Linked DNA regions of Hordeum vulgare: regions 2 and 3 are each linked to region 1. The links are chromatin contacts, called in public Hi-C maps. All regions are on one chromosome and are shown on one strand. The core of a region is the stretch at or near the end of the contact, and the rest is flanking DNA. Distances in the headings are between cores, read along the strand shown. Region 1 holds the start of LOC123398020 (protein SMG7). Region 2 holds the start of LOC123399448 (CCR4-NOT transcription complex subunit 10). Region 3 holds the start of LOC123399188 (flowering time control protein FCA-like).

Region 1 (4,151 bases), core at 963-3,462:
CTAGACTGAGTATGATGTCGGTATAGACAGAACTTGGATGAGCTCAAGGACACAGCAGAGATGAAGAGAAGACTGAGTTGTTGACGATGGCTTAACATGATTGGTATGTTTTCCCGTAGCAAAGCACGTGTATTAGCTAGTATCAATAGAAGAAGTTAACCCTCACAACGAAAAACATAATGAGATGCAACCGAGTCTGGACAATCTTATTATCTATATCAAACAAGAAGTACGATATCAGATAAAGGGGGAGCAAGGCAGCTTCCAGTACTACATAGCACTGCAGATACTCTCTTCCATGCAAAATTATACATATGTGACTGAAGGGTAACAGATTCTACACTGGACCACAAATAATGTGGAAAAAGAAGTAAAACAATGCTATGGAAGTAAGTTAGTGAAGAACATAGCACCGTTACCTTCTCAAAAGCAAGAATCAAGTTGTCCCGTGCTGTACAGAAGGGAGTGTCTGCAGCTAAGCTTCGAAAGTATCTGTAGACAGCCACTACCTCATTGCCAGAGTAAGAAGCTAATATTGCAAGCTGACAAATCCAATCAGTGTCATCATTAGAAAACTGAACAGAGAATACATGAACATTTGATGAAATACAGAGTTGAGATTAAACCTGATGGTGTGGATTGCCGCTGGAAGGGCAGATTGAAACTGCCTCCTTGTAGTAATTAGAAGCCGCAGCATATTCACGTTTTGCAGAATCAGCTTCACCAAACAAACCCTTATAGCGGGCCAAATCACCCAGATATATGAGACAACGGTGGCATGATATCAGGGCTTTCTTAGCATCAGCTGTCCTCTTATCATTTTTGTCAGGGCTGCTTGCATTCTCAGGAGACTCCAAGAAGTAACCCAGAGGAAGGCCGTAGTTGGATTTGATCTTGAACATCAAGTCATGATAGAAGCCCGATGCTTCTGAAAGAAAGCTCCTGAAGGCCGACTTAATTCTCTTGATTCGATCTGGGTTGGCATTGTTCTTACCATTCTGAGATGCAGCTGAACCTGCAGAACTAATGTGGTTCCTGAACTCCTCGATTCTTTTGTAGTGCAACTGCCACAAAATATACTCGATCTCATGCTTTTCACAAAAGTCATGATCTGCCAGAATCATTTTCTCAAAGTTCTCACGCATCTGAAGCCATATGTTGGGATCTGATGGGACTTTGGACTGTGCTGACTTCTCAAGATGACTTTTGAGCTCGGCATTCTACACAAATAACATCACGCTATCATCATTTATATCCAAAGGTCACGCATGAACTAATTTTACTACTGACCAATAATTTATCAAACAGGAAACACCATAACTCAAAAAAGAAGATGGAAATTAATTAACGCGGTCCCCCCCCCCCAAAAAAAAAAACTTGGAAACATTCAGGGAATGATTAACTCGGATTGTCAAGAGTATTTTATTTTTTCTTTGTAACAATCAACGGTTAGTGGTTGAAAACTCATACATAATAAACCATTGACATGAATTGTGCCTATCCAAGAAGGCAAAGCAAGAAAATACACCAATCACATACAAGGCAAGGTACAGCAGGCCACATGGAACACGGCCCAACAAGCAACCTAGTGTGAAATAGCTAGATGTCATCAGTATACAAGGAAAGCTCACCTTCTTAAGGAGGCGCTGCACGAGGTCCCGCGATGGCGGAACAGCAGTACTATCCATCGGAACAGTCATCATTAATCAATTGAACATCAGTACCATCACCTGCAACGAACTACAAGCACCGCAATTACCAACGGAATCAATCATCCGAGGACAATACAGCACAATAATAATGCAAATAGCAAGCCCGAGTGGTGAAGGAAAGGAAACATGACCCAGCCCTAACTACCCGACCAGGCCGAGCTAAAACAAATCAAGCAAATAAATCCCTACGCCCAAATCCGCCGCCGGCAACAGAGGGCCTCTTGCCGGATCTCCCTTAACCCCAACAACCGACGGCTACGGAGGCGGGTTCTAGCCAAAACCTACTGCTCCGGAGCTGGAAACTCGCAATCGGGGGAGCGATGGGGAATAATCTGCGCGAATCGGGCGAGGGAGGGGAGGGGGCGGGGGATTGATACCTGATCGTCGTCGTCGTCGTCGCCGTCGCCGTCGCGACTGGAGCGAGAGAAGGAGAGGGGAATTTTGGGGAGGGGAAGAGAGGAAGGAAGGGCAGGCTATTTTTCGTCTTTTTGTTTACGGGACGGTGTGTGGTCTGGTGTGTCGTCGCCGTGCCGTGTTCGGGTTGGACTCGACCCAAAGGCGGTCGTAGGCGGCCCGGAGCCTGACGAGTGGGCAGGTAACTCCTTTGCTACTTTTTTTTAAAGTAAAATATGTTTGAGGTTCTAAAAGTATTTCAAGTGTGTTAAATAGGTCCTAAAATTTTAAAATCGTTCACCGCGTGTTTTATAGTGTGTAGTTCGTTCACCTTTGGTTCTAAAAGTATTTCAAATGTTTCAAATAGATTCTAAAAATTGCAGGTAAAATACACATATATGACATCCAATGAACGATTTTAAGCTTTTAGGACCTATTTGATACACTTAAAATATTTTTAGATCCTTCAATGTATTTTAATTTTTTTTATTATAAACTAGCAAAAAAATATGTGTGTTATAACAGAAGAGAAAAAATAGCACACTCTCCCAACATGTCCATATGTATCTCATATAGGTTGCCTCTTATCCCTCCTCATATCATTTTCAATGGTTGTCTCGATGCTCACATAATCACAACATGTTTAAATGTAATACTATATTTTAGGACGTGTCTATACCTTTATCTCTCTCGATATAAAATGAGAAATGTATTTTGTTTTTTCACGTAGAGATTTTGTCGAGGTGTGTATGCGTGGTTGTAGATGGGGTTTTTCGTCTCCAATTTTTTTTTGCTCAGGTGTTAATTTCTAATACGGATCTACACCGGTACAAAATAAAGACGAACAGTGTGCTGATTAAGATTGTACCATAAATAATATTTTTAAAATGTTAAAGAGGTAAAATATTATCATATTCAAATTTTACACAGTTTTCTAAACAGTTTTCATGTATAACAAGTTAAAATTGAAGTTACGACTTAGAAGATATAAATACTTTAAAAAGTATTTAAACCCACTTTAAAAAAAAGGGCCTACTGGAAAATAGCGAACAGTTATTCTCTCACTTAAAATAGGATGGCGGGTTAATTTCCACAAATTATAGGGTGTGTTTTTTTTGCAAAAATGTAACTTTTTCTGAACTCACTTCAACTTGGAGTGTGAGTTAATTTCAATAAATGTAGGGAGTTTTCTACGGAAAAACATGTCACGCGGACAAAAGCGATCCGTCTTTTATTAATAGGTAAAGGTAACAGAAAAACGGAGGGGTTGTCTTCAAGATATGTGTATTGTCTTCATGCAATTTTTACATGGAAGTCTCGTGTGACATTAGTTTTCGCTATGGCAATCATGAAAACTCTGCATGAAGAAGACGTGACATGACAGCAGTTTCGAAAACTCTATCATGGCAACAATTTTTCAGAAGAAAAGGTTGTTGGTGGCAGCACTTATACTATCATGACAAAACTTCTCTATCGTGGCGTGTTTCTTTAATTTTTCTTCATCCAAGAACCACTTCTTCATGATGGTTTTACGTCGAGTTCGATTGACGCAAATCTTATCATCATCGTGCTTGGAACCATAACTATTGTCAGCTCTATAGCAAAGAAAATAAACGAATGGCATAATTTGATATACGTATCAATTAAATTAGTGACATCATATGGCTCAGCCATCGTACCATATTCACGACATACAGGTCATAAAATAAAATTACAACCACTTTGCATCTCATACGACGAAGGTTATACCACATCATATATCATAGACACGCCGTGTAAAAATAAGTTAGACGCATCTAATCAGTGTTACCAATTATCGTGGTCGATGGGGCTTACGTCTCATATCATAAACTACATAGGTAACTATAAGCATGATTACTCCTTGTTGTTAGTTTAATCATAGGGATATGTGAAACAACAGACTTGATTAAAATTCTCGAGTCTCATACCAAACTTCGTTAAATGTGTGACTCTCATGTAGATCAAATCTACAAGTCCTTTTTTCTCATAAAGTTGTTCTTTCTCAACTAAAGTGAGACCCAAAGT
Region 2 (4,202 bases), core at 684-3,183, 300 kb after region 1:
TAACTTCACCACCTAGTGTTTACCTTTCAGCTTCATGCCTGAATTATCAGAATCTGACAATGCAAGACCAATACCGACTTTCTCGGCTGCTGAGAGTTCCAGTACACTCGACAGAGTCTCAAGGAGGCCATCTGTAGCAGTTTTTATCCGCATCAGTGCTTCACAGAAACAAGTGCTGAAGTAAGTTTTATCCAGGCAATATCTGAAAGTGGAGGATAAAAGATCATGCTTCAACTGCAAGTTTTTGGCCTCCCTGTCATTCAACAACACTTCATCCAAACAGTCTTGGAGCATCAAAAGACATCCATCATGACCATAATCAACTAACTGAAAAGGTGGAAAGATAAACATATCAGAAAACCTGCACCGAACTTAGATTTATTTGGTACTTTGCTTGTATGCGGAAATGGTTGAAGCAATAAATTTCTCTCATAAACTGCTGGGTTGTGCACAAAGGTTGCGAGTTGCTTGTGGGCATGCCGATACCACCCTCCCATTTCGCAATTGGAATGGAAAAACGAGGCAACTACCATCCTATTGCTATACAACTGTCACGGAAGATCCAATCAATCCCCAACCCTCAAAACACCCCACAAAAAATAGGTGTGGAGACTTACCTTGGGCTCGCCGTCGAGGAAGATGGTGGAGTCGGCGGCGTAAGGGAGGAGGGAGCGGCCGTTGCGGGGGGTTGAATGAATGGCGACACCGCGCGCGCGGGAGGCGGCGTCGAAGGCGAAGACGGACTTGAGGCCGTGCTTCTCCAGGATGTCCCCCACCTCCAGCTGGTCCTGCGTGTACCCGCACAGGGGCGACCGGAACACGGTCACCGGTCGCGGCGGAAGAGCTGCACCTCCACCTCAGGCGCGGCCGCCGGCTCGGATCCGGTCCTCTCGTTCTGGGCGGAGGCCGGCAGGTCCTCGTGGATGCCGTCGTCGGCCGGCGACGCTGCCTTGTTGGCCTGCTGTGGTGGTCTCGCGACCGTCGTCAGCCTCGTGTGCTCCTCCTGTCGCCGGATTAGACGGGCCGCCGCCGCCGACCTCATGTGCTCCTCCTAAATCTAGAGAGCCGGCAAGACATGAACAACCATTCCATGAGCATCATAATAATGCAATATTCAACCAGGTTCCATAATCATTGTAAACGAACAATCCGACCACACACAAACAAAACTGTGCAGATGAAACACCTGCTTCTCGGCGACCGTGTTGTTGAAGCTGCCGCGGTCCGTCTCTGCAAAATCATAGCAGTAGAGGTCAGCACAGGCCAGCTCAATGCAAAGACCCAGAAACAGGCAGGATTCGCCAATTCCGAGCAAAGCGCGGCAGCCGGGGCCGAGATCTAGGCAGCCGGCCGCCGACACACGCCAGGGCGCGCCGAAACCAGATCCCCGAGCCACGGAGCCCGCGAGGCGGATCGGGGGAGATGGCGGGACTCAGATCCACGCACCTCCGCCGCCCTGGTCGCCCTCCGAGTCGGGGAACTCCTTCTCGAGCGCGCGGTTGATCATGTCGGCGAGGCTGTTCTCCTTGTTCGTGCCATTGCCCTGCGCTGCCTCCCCGCCGGCCTGGGCCGCCCCAGGGCCACGGCCGTGGCGTTTGCGCGCTCCACCGCCGCGATCGCCTTGCCCACGCGGCCCTCGTCGGCCGCCTCGGCCGCGTCGCCGGGGAGCAATGCGACGGCGGACGCGAGGAGCAGGGCGACGAGGAGGCGGGGGAGGACCGGGCCCAACAGGCGGCGGCGACGCATCAACATCGCCGGAGGGGAGCGGTCGGATTAAATACAGGGTTTTTTCATAAAAAGTGAAAAACGGTTCGACCCGACTTACATAAGGAGTGCGGGTTAATTACCTGAAACGACAGGGACCCTTTCGCAAAAATTCCAGGACGGACATTGGCCCCTGTCGAAATGGCAGTATCGTGAAAAACTAACAAATCAGGAGAGGAAAGCAACTCCCTCTTCTCTCTCTATCCATCGCCTTCGTCGATTTCGCCCCCCCTCCCACTCCCCCTCCCTCGCTCTGGCGTATCCCATCGCCATCGCGTCCAAACCCTAGCTAGCCCTCCCCAACTCCAAACCCTACCGCCAGTGCTCCAGTTCGCTGCGTCGGCTCGCGAATCGGGCGTCCGCGTGTCGCACCCGCGCTCCCGATTCAGCCACCGTCCGTGCAAGATCTGGCGGATGGAGCCCGCGGCGCCGAAGGAGGCGCCGCCGCCCCAGCCACAGCCCGGGGCGGAGGAGGACGGGACGCTCTCCGCGACGGCAGCTATGGCGAGGGACGCCGCCGTGCTGTTCCAGAGCCGCCGGTACGCCGAGTGCGCCGAGGTGCTCGCGCAGCTCCTGCTCAAGAAGGAGGGTGACCCCAAGGTGGGCGATTGGATCTCTGCTTTTGCTTCCCTATACGTCTAAAGGCGAGGAGAGTTAGGATGCTCTCTGATTGCTTTATATATTCTTTGACTGAATACATAGCAAATCCTGTATCTCGCCGGGTTCGTGGTGGCATGTTTGCTCAGCGAAGGCTGTTTTTTTAGTATTGCTCACCTGATGTTTCTGTCACCACTCACTGTGCTTATATGCTTGCTCAGTGTATCTTGCACGTGAATTGTGTGGTATGCTTGTTGTAGCTGTCTGCATGGCTCTCCCCTCCTCTCATGGTGGGTGACGGTGAGCCTGCATATGTTTGTAAGTGGTTGGGTGCATCTGGGGTGTGTGATTGCGTGCTGCGTATATCTGACGCGTGTCTATACACTGCTATCTTGTATGTGATTGTCGCATGGCTCACTAGCATCTTAATGTGCTGGTGTTGGATTTGTACCCATTTGATTGTGTGTCTATCAATGGTCATGTGGACGTGGGTATTACATGGTGCATGTGAATGCCAACAGGGCTTGCTACTAGGCTTGGGAGTGTTTCTCACTTCCCTGATTTTAGTTAGTAATGTTGTACATTTCTTGAAGCATAGGCGATTTGTTTAAAATTCTCTGTTAGATTATAAATTTGAAGCAGAAATTTCCTCCAAATGGAAAGAAAAAATGGTTGGGGTGAGAATTATTGGTGAAACAGTTAGGCGGTATCTATGTATATTGTATAGCACATAATATGATTCTCCACTTACTAGAATGCTCAGCTTGAGTCCATAGCATGGTATTGAAACTATTTAACTGGCACTTTGCTGGCTGCTCAGTTTTCGTGATCATACTGTACTATGTCTTGTAACTGATTTTTCTATTTAAATTTTTAGTTCTTTATGTATACCATGTAGTGTGAAAATGGATCTGACTTGGTGTACATTGGTTGGATACAACTGAATTGTCAACATTAATTCACTGTCCACTGTGTCTACAACAGTATTCAGGATATGACTATGAGCAACAATTGAATAATCAGTAATGTTTAGACTTCAAACCTGGCCATCTGCAGAACAGTGAGCAACAGCGCGAGTACACATTTTCTGAATCCAATACATATCCCCAACTGTCCGCACAGCCACTGGTGCACTGCATCTCTGCGTGCTAATACCTTTTAATCAGGCTGTTACCCGACCTTTAAGCTGATTTTAGCTGATTAACTCGTTACTCGTGACCTGTGAGGGTACCTAGTAGGAGCATATGTCCTAGTCAATACATTTCCTGTAGTGAATATATTGTCTCCCAAGGAAGAGATTGAGGGTGTCACGTTTTTCTGTGTTGCATCTTATGTCAGTGTTCAATTTTCAGGTCCTTCATAATATGGCCATCGCAGAATCGTTTGTGGATGGTTGTCCCGATCCAAAGAAGCTGCTTGAAATTCTTGGCAATGTTAAGGTTAGTGAATCTGCATACTGATTTGCGGTTCAGACTTGGTGGTAGAAACACATACAGACTCCGTTAGGAATATAATTGTTTTGGTGGCTCTGGTACTTTGATACATGTATTCGTTTTCATTTTCCATGTCTAGACTAAGTTAGGAATAGAAAGCATCAACCTTTGAATAGTGGCAAAAAGGCAGCCACATTAGTGATTTTTTGTCCTTTTCATGTGTGATTAGTGACTTCTATTGTTCATATTTTCATTTCGTTTTACATCTTTACCCTTTTTTCTGCTTGTACGCTGCCTTGGAAAGTCAATAAATCTTTGTCGCCAAAGTTGTATTCAAGAGTTTTCGGTGTCATGTGCATTGGCACACAAAACAACAGTGATGCATAGATGCAAACAAATGTGCTTTTG
Region 3 (4,363 bases), core at 778-3,277, 430 kb before region 1:
AGATACCACAGTACGTATGAAAGTTGTACTCACATCATCTTCATTTGCTGTTCTTGGAACTGATCCAACGAAAAGTTTAACATAACCACTTTTGTTATCATGATCTGCTGAAAATTTTCCACGTGAATATCAATTAACTAGCTGGTGAGAGGGAGTAAGACAAGCTCAAATATTTATCCACTGAAGTTCAATGAGATAAAACAGTACAATCAGCTAACAAACATAAGTTCTACTGACATTGATTACTGGTGCCAATACAAATAAGAACTTGATGGGTTCAAATTGGTACATAAACTGCTTACTAGGAGGGAAAACATAGCATTTAGCTTAACGGTTATGACTTAAGGCCAACATCTGGATTAACCAGATATGACCTACCTGAAACTGTTAGGCTATTACAATAGCTTATCTGAAGCTTCATCACGAGATAAGCTCATAGGCCATACCATTATTATACTGATTTAACAACAAGACAGAACACACCAGTGTGTATCATGGAGAAATTAGATCTTAACCCACGCTTTACTTCTACATTTAAAATTTGTGTCATCCCACCAGTGTGTATGCATTATCGTGGACATCATATTACCATAAGTTGTATGAATGTTGCAACGCGGCTGCATATACTCTTTCTGTTTTTAAGCTACTAGCAAAAGAGCCCGTGCGTTGCAACGAAAGAGAAAATAACACAAGCTCTAAACGCAATATATTTTCACATGGCATCACATTTGTGTTGCCGATGATGGCTTTAGTGCTCACACAATGAAAACGCGTTTGAATATACAGTCACTCGGAATAAGATGAGAAATATGTTGTTTCTCCCCACGAGGTTTTTCAAAGGTGTGCATGTGTTGTCAACGATGTTTTTCTTTCCTCTCAATTTGGTTTTAATTTAATGGATGTTTATTGCAATTCGTATCGTCGCCGGAAAGAGAGAGAAAAAAGAACCGTGCACTACAGATTAAGTTTGCACCAAAAATAATATTTAAGAAGTATTCAATAGCTAAAAATAACATTCTATTTAGATTCTACATATTTTTTAATCAAATTTCATATATAACATGTTAAAATCGGGGGGGGGGGGGGGGGGGTGGGATGACGACCCGCCACTGAGACGAGCCTCGGCAAATCATCAAACCCCTAGTAAAGTGGGGCAAATAATCTAATCCCCTGTATAGCATGTACATCTGAAACCAGTCTAAGTTCATCATTCATTCAAAAAAGGTGGGTGGTCTTGCCATCATGGTATACATGCTAGCACATATTACGCAGCTGCATACTTGGACCACTGGTTTGTCACATCCCAACAGTGACTGTTCAGCTATGGCGAGTTAACAACAGTTGATTGAACTTGGTGTAAAATCTTCCAGAGATCATGGAAGTTCAACTTCATCACTTATTGCACAGAGGACCAAAAGCCCAAAAACCTTTTCCCGTGCGTATACAAGCTAAAATTCCACATCTAGAGGCAGCGCGGCACAGCAAAACCTAGAAAATGCCAAAGCGCAGAAGCCAAGATCCTGGACCAAACCTGAGTAGTCTCCACGGCCTCCGCCGCCACCGCCTCCGTAACGGCTCCTCGCTCCACCGGCCGTCTCATCAAAGTCGCCGCCGCCGCCTCTGTACCCTCCAGTTCCACCACCGCCAACAACGTATTCAGACGGCGCACGGTACGGATGGAACCTCCCGCCTCCGCCTCCGCCTCCGCCTCCGCCGCCGTCGCTGCTCCCGCCGCGGGAGGAGCGGTGGGGCGGGGGGCTACCCCCGCCGCCGCCGGACCAGCGTGAGGGTCCGCGCGCGAATCTGCCGTCCCCGCCGCTGCGAGCGGCGCCCGCGGGGCCTGAAGGGTCGGCGGAGCGGTCGCTGCCGCGGTGCATGTGGTGGGCAGAAGGTGGCTAGGGTTTTGACGCGGCTCGCGAGCACGAGAGGGGGAAGGCGAAGGCGAAGAGAGAGGCCGTGTGGAATTTCAACTCCGCCTCGTAAAGTGCCAATGGCCGTGAGGATCAGATTGGATCCGATGGGCGACCGACGGCAGTCTGCTGCCCCGGCGTACCCCTTCCGTTTCTGCCAACGGACAACGTAATTTCGGGGCATCTTTCCCGGCTTCAATAGGGATATTTTATCAACCTATGTGGAAACTTTTTAAATATAAGTTATTTTATAAATATTTTTAATTATAGATAGATGATGCATATGCATTATCGTGGACATCATATTACCATAAGTTGTATGAATGTTGCGACGCGGCTGCATATACTCTTTATGTTTTTAAGCTACTAGCAAAAGAGCCCGTGCGTTGCAACGAAAGAGAAAATAACACAAGCTCTAAACGCAATATATTTTCACATGGCATCACATTTGTGTTGCCGATGATGGCTTTAGTGCTCACACAATGAAAACGCGTTTGAATATACAGTCACTCGGAATAAGATGAGAAATATGTTGTTTCTCCCCACGAGGTTTTTCAAAGGTGTGCATGTGTTGTCAACGATGTTTTTCTTTCCTCTCAATTTGGTTTTAATTTAATGGATGTTTATTGCAATTCGTATCGTCGCCGGAAAGAGAGAGAAAAAAGAACCGTGCACTACAGATTAAGTTTGCACCAAAAATAATATTTAAGAAGTATTCAATAGCTAAAAATAACATTCTATTTAGATTCTACATATTTTTTAATCAAATTTCATATATAACATGTTAAAATCGGAGTTACGGTTTAAAAGATATGAATAATTTCGTTTTAGATAAAATGTGGATTGATTAACTGAAAAGTTAGAATTTGTTTTGTTAAAATACGAAGGTCAACATTAATTCACTTGTTTACACAAACCTCGTATCAACAGTTTAGTATACATCATTCACTACTGAAATTCAGTTTTTTGCCGTCTGTCATATATTTGTCGTCTGCTCGCTGACGGTAAAGGCTGTCACAAACCACACGACAAAGAACTGGCTCATGGTATAGAATGTCTTTGCCATCAGTCACATATTTGCCGTCAGCCGCAGAGGGCAAAGAGTCGCACAGCAGACGACAAATATATAGGTGGGGCCCACCTGACCGCGGGTACGTTAGGTCAAACTGGAGTCCCTTCTTTGTCGTCTGGAGGCAGACGGCAAAGAGTCTAGACTCTTTGTCGTCCGCCGGCACAGCAAAGAGCTAACTCCGTAACGGCTCTTTGCCCCCACCCCGCCCCTCTCTCTCTCTCTCACCCAGTGTGTAACAGCTCCACACCCCGCCCCTCTCTCTCTCCCACTCCTCTCCCCGACGCCCACCGCCGCCACCACCGTCGCGCCGCCACCCCTAGCGCCCCCGCCGCCGCCCCACCGCCCTCGTCGCTGCCCCGGTGCCCCACAGCCCCCTCGCGCCGCTGCCCCACGGCTCCACACCCCGCCCCTCTCTCTCTCCCACTCCTCTCCCCGACGCCCACCGCCGCCACCACCGTCACGTCGCCGCCCCTAGCGCCCCCGGCGCCGCCCTGGTGCCTCACAGCCCCGCTGCCACCGCCCACTGCCCTCGTCGCCATCCCGGTGCCCTACAGCCCCCTGTGTCGCTGCCCCACCGCCCCCGGCGCCGCCCCGCCACCCCCAACACCCCCGGCCCCGCCACCCACGACGCCACAGCCGCCCCTCCCGGTGAGCCCCCACACCCCAACCCCCCTCCCCCCCCCCGCACGAGAAAATTAACTATTTGGTATTTAGTTTTTTGGAATTAGATTACAACTACAAAGTTGATTTTTTTATTGTCGTTGTAGTAGTTGTTCTTGTTATTGTAGTTGTTGTTATTATAGTTGTTGTTATTGTAGTTGTTGTAGTAGTCGGTGTGGTGGAAGAGGAAGAAGAAGGGAAGAAGATAAGAAGATCATCTGCCACTAGTTAGTTAGCTTAATAGAAAGAAGAGGAAGAAGAAGGGAAGAAGATAAGAAGAGAAGAAGAAAAAAAATAAGAAGGAGAAGAAGAGAAAAAAAGAATAAGTAGAAGAAGAGGATAAAGAAAAATAGAAATAGAAATACGAGGGAGAAGAAGAAGAGGAGGAGAAGAGGAGAAGAAAGAGGAAAAATGAAAAGAAGAAGAAGAGAAGAAGAAGGAGAAGGAGCCGTCCTTCTTTTCCTTCTCCTTCTTCGCTCCTTCTCCTTCTTCTTCATGCTAATATTTTGTTCAGCGCCAACTTACTTCAGTTCGGACGAAACTGGGTATGTGATTTGCTTCATGATTCATGCAATTCATTCTTCATGCTAATATTTTGTTCCTCTCTTTTAGGCGCATCACAATAAGACGGAGATGCCACACTTGTACGACCTTTATGGCATGGCCCATACTGCCTCGTACAAGAAGGCGAAGGCATTCTCTGAGTCTGACATGGATGATC

Evidence for each region. Hi-C and Micro-C count contacts between places; a contact is called where the count stands out from the background.
Region 2: a contact with region 1 is called in a Hi-C map of seedling, with 4 times the contacts expected there. The contact joins the promoter of LOC123399448 here to the promoter of LOC123398020 in region 1. A contact is called at or near these places in 3 of 6 Hi-C or Micro-C datasets (leaf and seedling).
Region 3: a contact with region 1 is called in a Hi-C map of leaf, with 8 times the contacts expected there. The contact joins the promoter of LOC123399188 here to the promoter of LOC123398020 in region 1. A contact is called at or near these places in 6 of 6 Hi-C or Micro-C datasets (leaf, seedling and an unstated tissue).

What each region holds. Positions count from the first base shown.
Region 1 is chr5H:352,623,880-352,628,030 of MorexV3_pseudomolecules_assembly, reverse strand. LOC123398020 (protein SMG7) reads right to left here and starts at 2,212. Exons shown (of 8, transcript XM_045092533.1): 1 at 2,090-2,212; 2 at 1,632-1,740; 3 at 627-1,220; 4 at 420-542. The coding sequence starts at 1,703.
Region 2 is chr5H:352,325,572-352,329,773 of MorexV3_pseudomolecules_assembly, reverse strand. LOC123399448 (CCR4-NOT transcription complex subunit 10) reads left to right here and starts at 1,933. Exons shown (of 6, transcript XM_045093859.1): 1 at 1,933-2,364; 2 at 3,714-3,800. The coding sequence starts at 2,179. It also overlaps the pseudogene LOC123396701.
Region 3 is chr5H:353,049,687-353,054,049 of MorexV3_pseudomolecules_assembly, reverse strand. LOC123399188 (flowering time control protein FCA-like) reads right to left here and starts at 2,027. Exons shown (of 18, transcript XM_045093619.1): 1 at 1,532-2,027; 2 at 34-104. The coding sequence starts at 1,877.